Linked DNA regions of Macaca mulatta: region 2 is linked to region 1. Evidence: chromatin contacts called from public Hi-C data. All regions are on one chromosome and are shown on one strand. Each heading gives the region's core, a stretch centred on a gene start, on an enhancer-like site or on the middle of the called end of the contact. The rest is flanking DNA. Distances are from core to core; before and after follow the strand shown. Region 1 holds the start of MTHFD1 (methylenetetrahydrofolate dehydrogenase, cyclohydrolase and formyltetrahydrofolate synthetase 1). Region 2 holds the start of ZBTB25 (zinc finger and BTB domain containing 25).

What was found. Hi-C and Micro-C count contacts between places; a contact is called where the count stands out from the background.
Region 2: a Hi-C map of liver shows a contact between it and region 1, with 1.8 times the contacts expected there. The contact joins the promoter of ZBTB25 here to the promoter of MTHFD1 in region 1. A contact is called at or near these places in 2 of 14 Hi-C or Micro-C datasets (fetal cortical plate and liver).

The regions. Positions count from the first base shown.
Region 1 is chr7:137,478,057-137,484,135 of T2T-MMU8v2.0, reverse strand. MTHFD1 (methylenetetrahydrofolate dehydrogenase, cyclohydrolase and formyltetrahydrofolate synthetase 1) reads right to left here and starts at 4,591. Exons shown (of 28, transcript XM_077941126.1): 1 at 4,431-4,591. The coding sequence starts at 4,471. It also overlaps the pseudogene LOC144329788.
Region 2 is chr7:137,601,458-137,608,177 of T2T-MMU8v2.0, reverse strand. ZBTB25 (zinc finger and BTB domain containing 25) reads left to right here and starts at 3,618. Exons shown (of 3, transcript NM_001194209.1): 1 at 3,618-3,796. ZBTB1 (zinc finger and BTB domain containing 1) reads right to left here and starts at 2,693. Exons shown (of 3, transcript XM_015143886.3): 1 at 2,517-2,693.

The DNA of each region.
Region 1 (6,079 bases), core at 3,342-5,841:
CCCAGGCTGGAGTGCAGTGGCCAGATCTCGGCTCACTGCAAGCTCCACCTCCCGGGTTCATGCCATTCTCCGGACTACAGGTGCCCGCCACCTCGCCCGGCTAGTTTTTTGTATTTTTTAGTAGAGACGGGGTTTCACCGCGTTAGCCAGGATGGTCTCGATCTCCTGACCTCGTGATCCGCCCGTCTCGGCACTCCCAAAGTGCTGCGATTACAGGCTTGAGCCACCGCCCAGCCACTTCGCATAATCTTTTAAAAGACTTCTGCCCAGGGCAGGGTCAAGTTCCTCTACTCAGGAGCCTCTACTCAGTCAGCTTCTCACAGGGCCATTGCCATTGACCCCCAAAGCAGTAATTTACTAACTGGTGAGGACAAAGGTCCATGGCACAGGCTGTGTTTTTGGTCAGGAGCTATTTCCCCCACAAAATTGGCAGGCTTATGGCTCCACCTCCTTCAAGTCTTTGCCCGTAAGTCACTTTTACAAAGACTATGACTCCCATATTTAAAATTGCAGCCACCAAGCCACAGAAATTCCTGTCCCTCTTTTCTGCTCTGGTGTTCTCTTTGTGCTTCTCACCAGCTCACAATTTGTTTCACCTATTTCAACGTCTGTCTCTACCCATCAGTATGCAAATTTAATGAGGGTAGGGATTTGGGCTGTTCACTGTTAAGAGTCTCAGAGCTTTGAAGATTGCCTGGCTTAGAGGACACACACAGCTATTTGTTGAGTAAGTGAATAAATACCCACAAAGAACAGATACTTGTCTCTACCTCTCGGACCTTCCCCCAGTTGTCAAATTCAGGCTGCAACCTTAGAATTCCCTGTAAGGAAGAAATGGGGCTTTTACTTCCAAAGAAAGATAATTTGGCAACTAAATCCATCATGTAAGTACCCAGTTTCCCACAGAGTAGAGCAGGTAGAGAAGGAATCTGGAATGCTGAACTCTGTCAATGTTCGGGATCCCAGGAAGGTATAAAAGGAGAATAATAGAAGAGGACAAAAGTCAGGGATAGCATTCTCAGCAGGGTGGGAAACATGGTAATGAGAGGAAGACTACAAAGAAAAAGCAAAGCGCTGGGCGCAGTGACTCACGCCTATAATCCTAGCACTTTAGGATGCAGAGGCGGACAGATCACTTGAGGACAGAAGTTCAAGACCAGCCTGACCAACATGGTGAAACCTGAGGTCAGGAGTTCAAGACCAGCCTGACAAACATGGTGAAACCCCATCTCTACTAAAAATACAAAAATTAGCCGGGCATGGTAGTACATGCCCGTAGTCCCAGCTACCTGGGAGGCTGAGGTGGGAGAATCGTTTGAACCCAGGAGACAGAGGTTACAGTGAGACAACATCGTGCCATTGCACTCCAGCCTAAACAACAGAGCGAGACCCTGTCTGGAAAAAAAAAAAAGAAAGAAAGAAAGAAAAGCTTATGAAATTCCTTTTAGCAAGTAGTAAGTGCTGGTTAGAATGAAAAACATCATATACTGAGTGAAGACATTAGTTTTAGTTGAGCCATTGCCATTCACCCTTGGACAAATCACACCACTTTTCTGGTCTCCAGTGATTTCCTAATCCGCAGGATGGAATGTGGGAAGTGGGCTGGATTTTTAAGAAATTCTAGGACTGGTGCGGTCGCTCACGCCTGTAATCCCAGCATTTTGGGAGGCCGAGGTGGGTGGATCATGGGGGGTCAAGAGTTAGAGACCAGCCTGACCAACATGGTGAAAGCCTGTCTCTACTAAAAATACAAAAATTAGCCAGGCGGGGTGGCACACACCTGTAATCTCAGCTACTCGGGAGGCTGAGGCAGGAGAATCACTTGAACCTGAGAGGTGGAGGTTGCAGTGTGCCGAGATTGTGCCACTGCACTCCAGCCTGGGCAACAAGAGTGAACCTCTGTCTCAAACAAACAAACAAACTAGCTGGACATGGTGGCACACCTGTAATCCCAGTTACTTGGGAGGCTAAAGCAGAAGAATCGCTTGAACCCAGGAGGCAGAGGTTGCAGTGAGCTGAGATCACACCATTGCACTCCAATCTGGGTGACAAGAGTAAAACTCCATCTCAAAAAAAAAAAAAAAAAAAGGCCGGGCGCGGTGGCTCAAGCCTGTAATCCCAGCACTTTGGGAGGCCGAGGCGGGCGGATCACGAGGTCAGGAGATCGAGACCATCCTGGCTGACACGGTGAAACCCCGTCTCTACTAAAAAAAATACAAAAAACTAGCCGGGCGAGGTGGCGGGCGCCTGTAGTCCCAGCTACTGGGGAGGCTGAGGCAGGAGAATTGCGTGAACCCGGGAGGCGGAGCCTGCAGTGAGCTGAGATCTGGCCACTGCACTCCAGCCTGGGCGGCAGAGCGAGACTCCGTCTCAAAAAAAAAAAAAAAAAAAAAAAATTAGCTAGGCGTGATGGCAGGCACCTGTAATCCCAGCTACTCAGGAGGCTGATGTGAGAGAGAGAGAATTGCTTGAACGCAGGAGGCAGAGGTTGCAGCGAGCCAAATTGGACACAGCAAGACTTCATCTCAAAAAAAAAAAAAAAGATCTCAAGGCAGCAGCTACCACGTAAAAAAAAAAAAAAAAAAAAGATAATGAATCATTCATATATACATTAACTAATTACTGATCATTAATACAACATATATCGAATACTTATCATGTGCCAGAAAGAATTCTAAATGATCATCTGTTAGGAACCCATTTAATTCTACTGACATCCCAATGACCTAGACATGACTTTTACTTAACATCTGAGGAAACTTTGGCACAGAGAGGTTAATTAATTTGCTTAAAACCACACAAGTAGTAAGGCATGAAAGAGGGTTTCTAGGTGTTTAGGATATAGACAAAAATAAGACAATACATGTATTTGCCCTTATGGAGTTGATAAACATATTTAATTTGCTCTCCAATCAACGAAAGCATATTCAGTGAGCACCTGTTCTCAGTGCCGGCCAAGGTGCATTATTTTTGCAGTAAATTATCTACACTGTTATTATGCACTGAATTATCTCTTCACAGTCCTTCTAAAAGGAAGATTTTTATATCAAAAAAAAAAGCCACTGGAAAAGGAAGTTCGAATACTGGCAAACAAAAAAGAAAAGTCACGCAGAAATACAGTTTAGCAAGCCACATTTGAAAAGCACTAAGCAATAAGTATTGTGATTTCTTTTTTTTTTTTAGACGGAGTTTCGCTCTTGTTGCCCAGGCTGGAATGCAAAGGTGCATCTCGATCACTGCAACCTCCGCCCCCCCCAGCCCCGGGTTCAAGCGATTCTCCTGCCTCAGCCTCCCAAGTAGCTGGGATTACAGGTACCTGCCACCACACTCGGCTAATCTTTTGTATTTTTGGTAGAGATGGGGTTTCACCATGTTGGATAGGCTGGTCTTGAGCTCCAGACCTCAGGTGATCCACCTGCCTTGGCCTCCCAAAGTGCTGGAATTACAGGCATGAGACACTGGGCCCAGCCTTTTCACCACCAATGACTTTGTAATTCACTCAAAAACCTCTATTACAAAGTTAGGAGTTACAGGACAATTACAATTTAGTAACTGCTGTGACTGGCAACAGTTACTTAAATAACTGGTGATGTGAAAGGTCCCAAGAGCAAACTCAGTAAGGTCACACAGAATATATCTTTCCCTCCTTCCTCTACTAGATAGAATATATCTTTCCCTCTTCCTTCTACTCTCATTTTTCCTCACCAGTCACCTCCCAGACAAAAAGCTGCCAGTGTTACTTCCTGGGAGTAAAGATGGCAACGATACCCACTAATTAAGCAATCAGATGTCCCGCAAGGGTAGAACAGGCAGAGGTCAAGTGGAATGCAGAATATTCTCAGGACTCAGGAGCCAAATTAAGTTTCAAGTAACTCTAGGACCAAGGCACAGAGATGGCTGTTAGAGAGAAGCACGAGATTGAAGAGAAAGGAAAAATGTATTAGATTTCACTTAGCATATGATAAGACCATGATATAGTGGGAAAAGCTATGAGCTGGAAGGACCCTCTGTCATTATCAGCCTTGTGGTCTTGTCAAGCCTTGTCACCTCACTAGTCTCCATCTACTCACCTCCAAATTAACGGGAACTAAGTAGATTGGATTTCTGAGTTCTGACTAGGGGGTCTCCAGGAAGCCGCAACTACCCTCTCTCTCGGCAGAAAGTCACCAGCAGCTGCGCGTTTGGGAGTATAGTCGGCACAGGACTTTTCCCCGAAGCACAGGAGCCAGCGGCTTACAGCCACTAAGCAGTCCACTTGCAAATGCAGGTTGTGCTCGGGATCTCCTTCTTTGGCTGCAGGTCTTCCGGTATTATAGGCCTAACTCTTCCGTTACAAGTGTCCCTCCCGCAAAAAATGGGTCCGGGGGACCTGTACACCCTCAGAGCCCTAGTCCACAGCCCCACACTCAACAAAAATGTCAGGTGCTTACGCGGAGATCTCCTTCCCGTTCAGGATTTCTGCTGGCGCCATAGCCTTTATTAGTCCGCTGCCCACGATGGACACCACCAATATCGAGGTTCCAGTCCCTCTGCAGCCAAGCAGGACAGCCCAACCCACGTGCTTAGGGACTGGCCAGGGGATCACACTACTGCGCCTGCGCCCCTGCCCGCTTCTTGGCAGACGCGGCAGCGCATGCGCAGCCCGGAAGGCCCGGTGTCCCTTAACCAGCTGAGAGCTAAAGGGTTGGGGCCTGAGGGACGGAAGAGGGAGGGGAAGATGAAGAAAATCGGTGATGAATGGCTGGCGGATATGATTGGCGGAAAGAAAGAGCCAGTCCACAGTGCGCCTTTGCATTCGGCGGGAAACCCGGCCGAAGACTAAGCTGGAAAGGACTCTGGTACCCGGCCCCAATTCCAGCCAATCAGGGAGTAGAGTTACGGGGCGGGGCTGGGGCGGGACAGTCTCGCGGGAGACAGTTTGGCGGGTTCGGGAGGCGCTTCTCCAGTATCCGCCCAGTCTTTGGGGACGCGGTGGCGGGGTCTCAATCGCCTGGCTTCCAGGGAGTTTTGGGCGGGTCCCCACCCTGGAGCGTGGCGGGCGCTGGACTCGACAGCACATGTGAAACTGGAGAGCTTGGCGCGCCTTCATACTTTGTCACACACCTACGCCACCAGACTGGGGTCGGGCCCCTCTGCGTTCTGCTCTGGAGGGCCTGGGTCTGGGCCCAGTACCGGGCTTTTAGAATCTCCTCAGCTGAATCTGACGCTCAGCCCTGGGTGAAGCGCAGCCCGCTGTTTCAGGCCCCTCCGAGCTGGAAGGAGTGTCATAGCTGTAGCGCTCATGGCCTCCTCGGTGTTGGGGTCACCCCGTGTTTGCCAGGGCTCAGGGAGGGTCGTAGTCTAGATTTTGTCACCCCCACGTCCCCGCCCCGCCGCAGGTCTGGGGTTGGAGAATCCAAGCGGGCTTCATAAGCTAGATGCCAGTTGACCCTCGAGGAGGGACGCTCCCTCCCCTTAGGCGTCCACGCTGGAGAGGGAATAAGATGGGCGATTGCCTGGGGAGCCTGACAGGGCAGCTGGGATGCTGGAGAGGACTGGCCCCTTGAGTTACTGAGTCGGATGAATGTTCCTGCTCTGCTGGAGGAACTGCGCTCAGGTTACAGTCATCCCAGTATGGTCCTGAAGATGCTTGGTTCAGGTCACTTAGGACTTGACCAGATACCAGGTTTCTTTTACAGGCTGTTTCTGACGGTGGCCTGTTTCAACTAATGGCAGAGCTCATCTAAAACTTTTTTTTTTTTTTCTGAGACGGAGTCTTACTCTGTCGCCCAGGATGGAGCAACCTCAGCTTCCTGGGTACAATCTGTTCTCTGCCTCAGTTTCCCAAGTGGCTGGGATTACAGGCGCCACCTAGTTAGCCCGCCACCACGCCCGGCTAATTTTTGTATTTTTAGTAGAGAGGGGGTTTCACCATCTTGGCCAGGCTGGTCTTGAACTCCTGACCTTGTGATCCACCCGCCTCGGTCTCCCAGAGTGCTGGGATTACAGGCGTGAGCCACCGCACCTGGCCTAAAACTGATTTTTTATTAATTTGGGGGCTTTTAGTATTTTTTTCTTATTTCTAAATTCTGAGGTTATT
Region 2 (6,720 bases), core at 2,369-4,868, 130 kb before region 1:
TTTTTGTATTTTATATACTTCAGTACAGGCTGAATTTTTGCAAAGAGCATGGATTTTATAATAAAAAATTACTTACATTTTGAGAAAAAAGACATGAATAACCCTTAATTTGGTTCATATAAGAATATGAGAAAAAACAATTTCCGTTTTAGCATGAGATACTAGCACGGAAGAAAATGTCAGGAGAAAACATTCTGTAGAGACCAAAGTGACCTCTCAAGAAGATGTTTCTCAAATATATCTCAATTTTTTGGGAAGACAACAGATTGCAGCTTATTAACAAAAATCTACGGGAATTTTTCTGTATTTCTGTATCAACAGTTTCCTCTCCTTTGCACCAGAAGGTGAAGAGCAAAGGCTTAGTGCTTTTCCTGGCTAGAGGGCAAGTCTGAAAGCAGGTACTTCTTTTCTCCTGCACATTAGAAAGGGAAATGATGCTACAAATAAAACGAGATACTCTTAAAAAGGTCCATGAACTATATCTTCCCCAGAGCCTGGCAAAAGAGGAGAATGAGGAAGCAGTACAAAAATTTAGAAGTGTTAAAGTGAGATCAAAGCACAAGGTCAAGAGCAAGTGGCTGTGACTGCGCTCATGCCCTGCTAAGGCCCTGGTTAAATATGGTTTCTCTTTTCTCTGACAATGATACACCAGTCCCTTCCCCACAAAAAACTCGAAAAAGTAGGCCATCATATTAGGAGTGGGAAGAATAGAAAGGCTTCAGGAAAGACTGCTCTACCCGAGTTATTCAATACCATGAAAATGTGGTATTAATGGAGAAAGACTGCTCATAAAATGAATGTAAGAGGTTAACTGAAGGCTCTACTGTAGACGTTGTGTCTACTAACCTTTGTAAAAGCATTTCACCTCCACCAGGCTTCAGTTTCCTGGTTTTTGTTGTTGTTGTTTGTTTTTTGGAGACGGAGTCTCACTCTTGTTGCCCAGATTGGAGTGCAGTGGCGCGATCTCGGCTCACTGCAACCTCCGCCTCCCGGGTTCAAGCGATTCTCCTGCGTCCGCCTTCTCAGTAGCTGGGATTACAGGTGCCCGCCACCACGCCAGGCTAATTTTTGTACTTTTAGGAGAAATGGGGTTTCGCCATGTTGGCCAGGCTGGTCTTGAACTCCTGACCTCGGGTGATCCACCCGCCTCGGCATTTGGGATTACAGGCGTGCGCCACTGCGTCCGGCCCAGTTTCCTGTTTCTTTAAGAGGAGTAAGCCGCTTTCTAGCTCCCAAAGTCATCCAGTTATTATTGAGACTTTATTAGATATCCAGCAAGTGATTCAAAAGCAAAGTTTTGAGGTTCTGAGCAAATGATGGCCAGCCATCATTCAAGCCTCATCTTTTTGTACTCAATTTTCCCCGTTTCTCCACATCATATCTATCTGCACTGATAAAATTTCATAGAATCTAATTTCTCCGTTTCAAAGAAGACTGTGATTGCTCTGTAAATTACAAGAACTGCATCCTTCACCAAATCTGCTTCAGAGTGCCTCCAACTTCAACTCAAGACATTGATCCTAGGTTGCCTCAAAAAGCCTCGGACCATTCCTTGGGTTCGAGTGTCAAAGGGAACACTGTTCTTGTAGTGATACATACCGTATGGAAACACTAACACCAATGAAGAATCTGCGTGCACCGCCACACTGAAACTCGATTTAAGAACATTATCACACACATACAAATGTCCTATCCCCGGAAAACGTCAAGGATTTTCATCAACCTCTTCCTGATGCGCCCAATTTAGAAAATGTCATGTCAACCCTTCAGATCATGTACACGCGTTGCTTAGGTAGAAAGGGAGACTGGGTGGGGTGGCTGAGCTCAGACCTTGCCTACATACTTTAGTAGTAAACGACTCCCGATCTGCATCCAACATATTTACCGAACTTCTAAGTAAGCGCCCACCGCTGCAAGCGAAAGCACTTCCTTCCCAGGAAACAGATCTTTTCCACTTAAAATTCCCAAACTCAGACCTTCCACTTTTTACTGAACAAAAAGCGTGTGTGCCGGCGAGAGGGGGTGGGAAACAGCGTAGCAAGAATTTGCGGCTCTTACGCCTCCTCCCTCGGAGCGCGCCCAAGTCTGCAGCCTCGGGCTCCGGGACACTTCCCCTCCCACCCGCCGCGGAGCCGCAGCTGTAAGTTGAGAGAAGCGGGCTCCAGGCACGTCAATCAACCGGGTTCTCCCGCCTCCCGTCTACACCTCCCCTCCCCCCCTCGAAAAAAATAAAGGCAGAGAAAGAAAGAAAAGAAGGTAACTAATTTGGGAACTAGTCTCCGTAAGGGCTTTGCCTCCGACTCAGGGAGGCCGCACGCCCGGGACCTGACGCGCCGGCAACAAGCAGGCGGCCTGGCAGCCGCCCGTCACCGGGTCCTTGCAACGCGTCCGCCGCGCTCCGGCTCCCCGCACGGGTCGGCGCCGCTCCGGCCCCGCACTCCGCCAGGCCCGCGGCCCGTCGCCCTCCGGCCCGGGCGAAAGTTGCGCAAATAGCCCCACAACTGGCAAATACTTACCGGCCGCAGCAGGAACCAGAGCTGCGGAGATTTTAGGGAGTTTAAGGCAAATCAGCCACGGCAAAGGCGGGCGGAGGCGAAGGGGCCGCGAGCTGCAGTGGCGGCGGCGCTCGGCGCTCGGCGCTCGGGTTGGGCTGCGCGGAGAGGCTCTGGCTCTGCCAGGGACTGTGCTGCAACAAAGGACTTCCGCTGCCGCACAGCCGCGCCTGCCGCACCGCACTGAGCCGGCCCCGCTTACGCGGCGACTCCGGGTCTGCCCACCAGTTCGCTGCGGCGTCCGCCAGCCTTCCCCTCCCTCTCGCCCGCCCACCCACTCTGCCGCTGGCTGCTAGGGGCACCCGCGGTCGCCTGTTTGTTGCAACAAGTTTCTGCGTCGGGCTCCGAGGAGGCTGGCGCAACCCGCACCGCGGGGGCTGTCGCGGCAGCGGCGGCTTGACCACCCCTCTCGCCCCTCTCTCAAGGGTAGGCTTGGGACCTCCTCCTCCTCCTGTTTGCACAGCTGGATGTGACTGGGCTCCTCCCGACTCCCCAGGGCAGTATGCGCGGCTGTTTTCCCACTCTGTCCAGATGTCAGACCCCTGCCCCGTTGGGCCCAGCAGCTGGGCCGTCCCTCGCGGTCCGCCTCGAGTGCTTCGGAAACCTCGCTCTGTCCGGTCGGTTCAGGGTCGCCTAGTCCCCGCGCTCCCCCCACCCCACCTTCCGTGGGCCTGTCCGCCTCTGGCCCTGAGTCACTTCCCTCGCCATGCCCCACCTCGCCCAGTCCGCCTCTCCACCCAGGCTCCCGCGGCTCGGCCTCCCTGGCCCCGCGCCCTCATCCCTTCCCCAGCGAACACGCGGGCGCATCCTTCCCCACCCCCACCTTCACCCCAGAACTGAGGGGGTGCCTGTGCTTTTGCACACCCTGGGGAAAGTCCCCGGGTCACGCGGTTGTTTGTGGGGAGCCTGTGACGCTCAGGCTCGTCCCTGTGCTTCCGCCTACAGAGTCACGACTGCGAACTGTAGCGGCAGCGCTCAGAGCGCGGGCCGACCCCCGCCCGGCTGCGGGCGGGAGGGCGCGCACGTACGCACGCACGCACGCACGCACACCCTGGCCTTGGCGCCCCTCGTTCCCCTGCTACCAGACACGCGGTCACGTGGGGCCATCGCGGGCTGCCGGCGCGGGAAGCCGCGCGAGAGCCAGCCGCGGGGTGCGTGAGCCGGCTCCACCGCTTGCTGTGCGCGGCTTGGGAGCCCGCCCCTCCTGCACGGAGGAGTCGGCTTGCCGCCGCGGCGGCATCTGGGTAAGCGACGCGGCCCAGCCCTTGTGGGCTGCCCCGGTCTCAGTCCCTCCCGCCGCGAGCCGCCCAGGGCGGCGGCCTGCAGCTGCACCGGTCGCGGGACAGATGCAAGTAGCTGGGGAGAGGGGTGTTTTTGGTCCCATTGAGATGTCAGGCAGGGCACAGGAGGAAAATACATCCGCGAGTGAGCGCTGGGCCAACAATACCCAGAACCACCCTTTGCTGCTGCTAGGAGCGGCCGCCGGGGCCTGATTCAGGGTGGCACACGGGGTGCCTTGAAGGTGCGGAGCCGTCCGTGCTGCGGGTCCGGGTGCGACCCCTAGCAGGAAACCCCAATAGGCCTGCGGCCTCCCCCGCTTGGCGCCCACCGCTCTTAGGAGCGGGCGACTTTCCATATGCTGCGAGGACGCTGCGGCTAGTGTTTCCACTCCCAGCTTGTGATTACCTAGTTTCTAGGGCAAGAAGACTTTCCCCGCGCCCTCATAATTTATTTTCTGTCTTCAAATGTTTATCTTGTTCTAAGCAAATCCAGTTTTTCTTTTTGAAGCTTGACCCATCACCGCCTTCTCTGGCACTCATTATTTGGAGTAATCAGGTGTTATCAGTTGCGGAGGCAGCGCATAGCACAGCGTAGTACCTGGAACTTGACAGCACCTAGCATGTTTTCAACAGTCAGCGCCCGGGTCTCCCCCAAGGGATTAAATTTGGCATTCTTTCTCTTGAAACTCAAGTTCGTCTGGCAGAGCTATTGATCCTCTCACAAGACTATCAAGTGTGTAGAGTACACTTTGGAATCTCACGTTTTAGAGCTGAGCGGTGCCTTACAGAAAATCTGTTGATCATCACAGAGAAGACACCAGGCCTAAAGAGCGTGATGTAACTGGAGCTAGCTACACCTCTTGATAGCTAAGACTCCAAGGCTCCAGACACCTTGGTGATTGCACTCTCCACTATGCCAGGACCGCAGTGCCAGTTTACCCCACTCACCTGTAGAGAATGTATCCGGCGGAGGTCATTATACTTGGCTTGATTCAGATTATGGAGAAATCAGGCATGGCCACTGTGTGGGTTTGATAGTATTTCTAGTGAGGTAGGCCAGCTATGGTGTATTTTTGGAACTAAAAGCCTTCACCCCTCAGCCACCCCTGAAAATTTCATTGCTGTTCTCTTCAAGAATAACCATTATTTGCAGCATTGGTTGCTTCCTTATGTTAAGGCATCAAAGTCTTCTTTAACAATCTTCATATATTTTAGTTAAGGGCAAATCATGAATCCGTTATCGGACATCAGCTCCTTAACAGGGAACAGAACACTGATGGGATAGGACATGGAATAGATTAGTTCTGAGAGCTGGCAATCAATGAAATATCAAGGTATGGTCAGGAAGAAAGCAGAGAGGAACCCACATAACCTGCTACACCTTTTTTGTCCAGTCCTACCTTGAATGTCTTATTTGCATGTATTAGAGATGGATTCTGCTCAAGTTGGCCGCTGTTTACTGAATACTTGCAGTGGGCGAAGTATCATACTAGCTGCTTTCATAAATGAACTTTGTATCTTTACCAAAAAGGAGATGGTACTGTCTTCATGTTACAAGCCTGAGGAAACAGGCCATTACCTGGGCTGTGGTGATATAGTCATTTGCAGTAGAATTTAAGCCTAGATCGCTTATCTCTCAAGTCCAATCAGTGCTCTTTTGCATTATGTCTTGCTCCTGCTTCAGCCAGGAAGGGAATGAGAGAATCGCCTGTGGCTGATTTATTGGCGCCTGTGGTTGCCCAGAGAGGCCAAGCAGGACTTTCAGCTGCCCTCTATGCCTTACAAAATGGAGCTGTGAGCTTCCACCCTATCTCCTGAGGGGAATGTGAAGGAGCCAGGCTGTCTAGCTGGGGAGGAGGGGCCCAAGTGCCTTGGCCGTAAAATATCCTGGCCAGGGCTGTGCTGGGAAGTGTTGCATAATGCCCTCCCCACCACTGAACCAAAGTGATTTATTTACTATGGTCCGTAGGTGGTGCCTGACCAACTTGTCCGTTTTAGCAATAACAGGGCCAGAAAAGAGTTGGGGGTTTTATGTTATTGCAGGGTTTTTCCTTGTTTTAAACAAGCAGTGCAGGTGCTCTTATCTTGATAAGTTATAAAGTGCTTCTTTCTACACCACTTCCTGTGCCCCTTTTCTGCATATTTATTCCAAATAGCATGTGAACTTCAGTCTTTTAAGGAGAGAAAGCTGAGAAAATACTGCTCTAGTTTATTAGCACAGGCTATGGAGACAGACCTGGCTTTTTATCTCCGCTTTATACCATTTGTTGATTGTGTGTCCTAAGCATAGGATTTTTCCTCATTTGTAAAATGGAAATGAAAATAATACATTAGTCATCACAGTGAGGATTTTAAGAGATAATGTATATACAGCACTTAGCACAAGGCCTTGCATATAGTATTTATTATAATAATAGGTTTTGAAAATAACCAGAATAGCAGTATTCTCCTTAAGAAAGGAAAGATACTGCTATTTGAACCTGCTTAGGGATAGAGGAGGAAGAAGAAAGTGTTTGAAGCAAACACCAGTTTCAGGATTATTTATTAAATTTATTTATACTTCTAGTTTATTTATTTATTTATTTTAGACAGAGTCTACCTCTGTCACCCAGGCTGGAGTGCAGCAGCGTAATTTCGGCTCACTGCTGCCTCCGCTTCCTGCGTTCAAGCGATTCTCTGGCCTCAGCCTCCCAAGTAGCTGGGATTACAGGCGCCTGCCACCACACCTGGCTAATTTTTGTATTTTTAGTAGAGACGGGGTTTAGCCATGTTGGCCAGGCTGGTCTTGAACTCCTGACCTCAAGTGATCCGCCCACCTTGGCCTTCCAAAGTGCTGGGATTACAGGTGTGAGCCACTGTGCCTGGCCCATATTTTCTTTATCCATTTG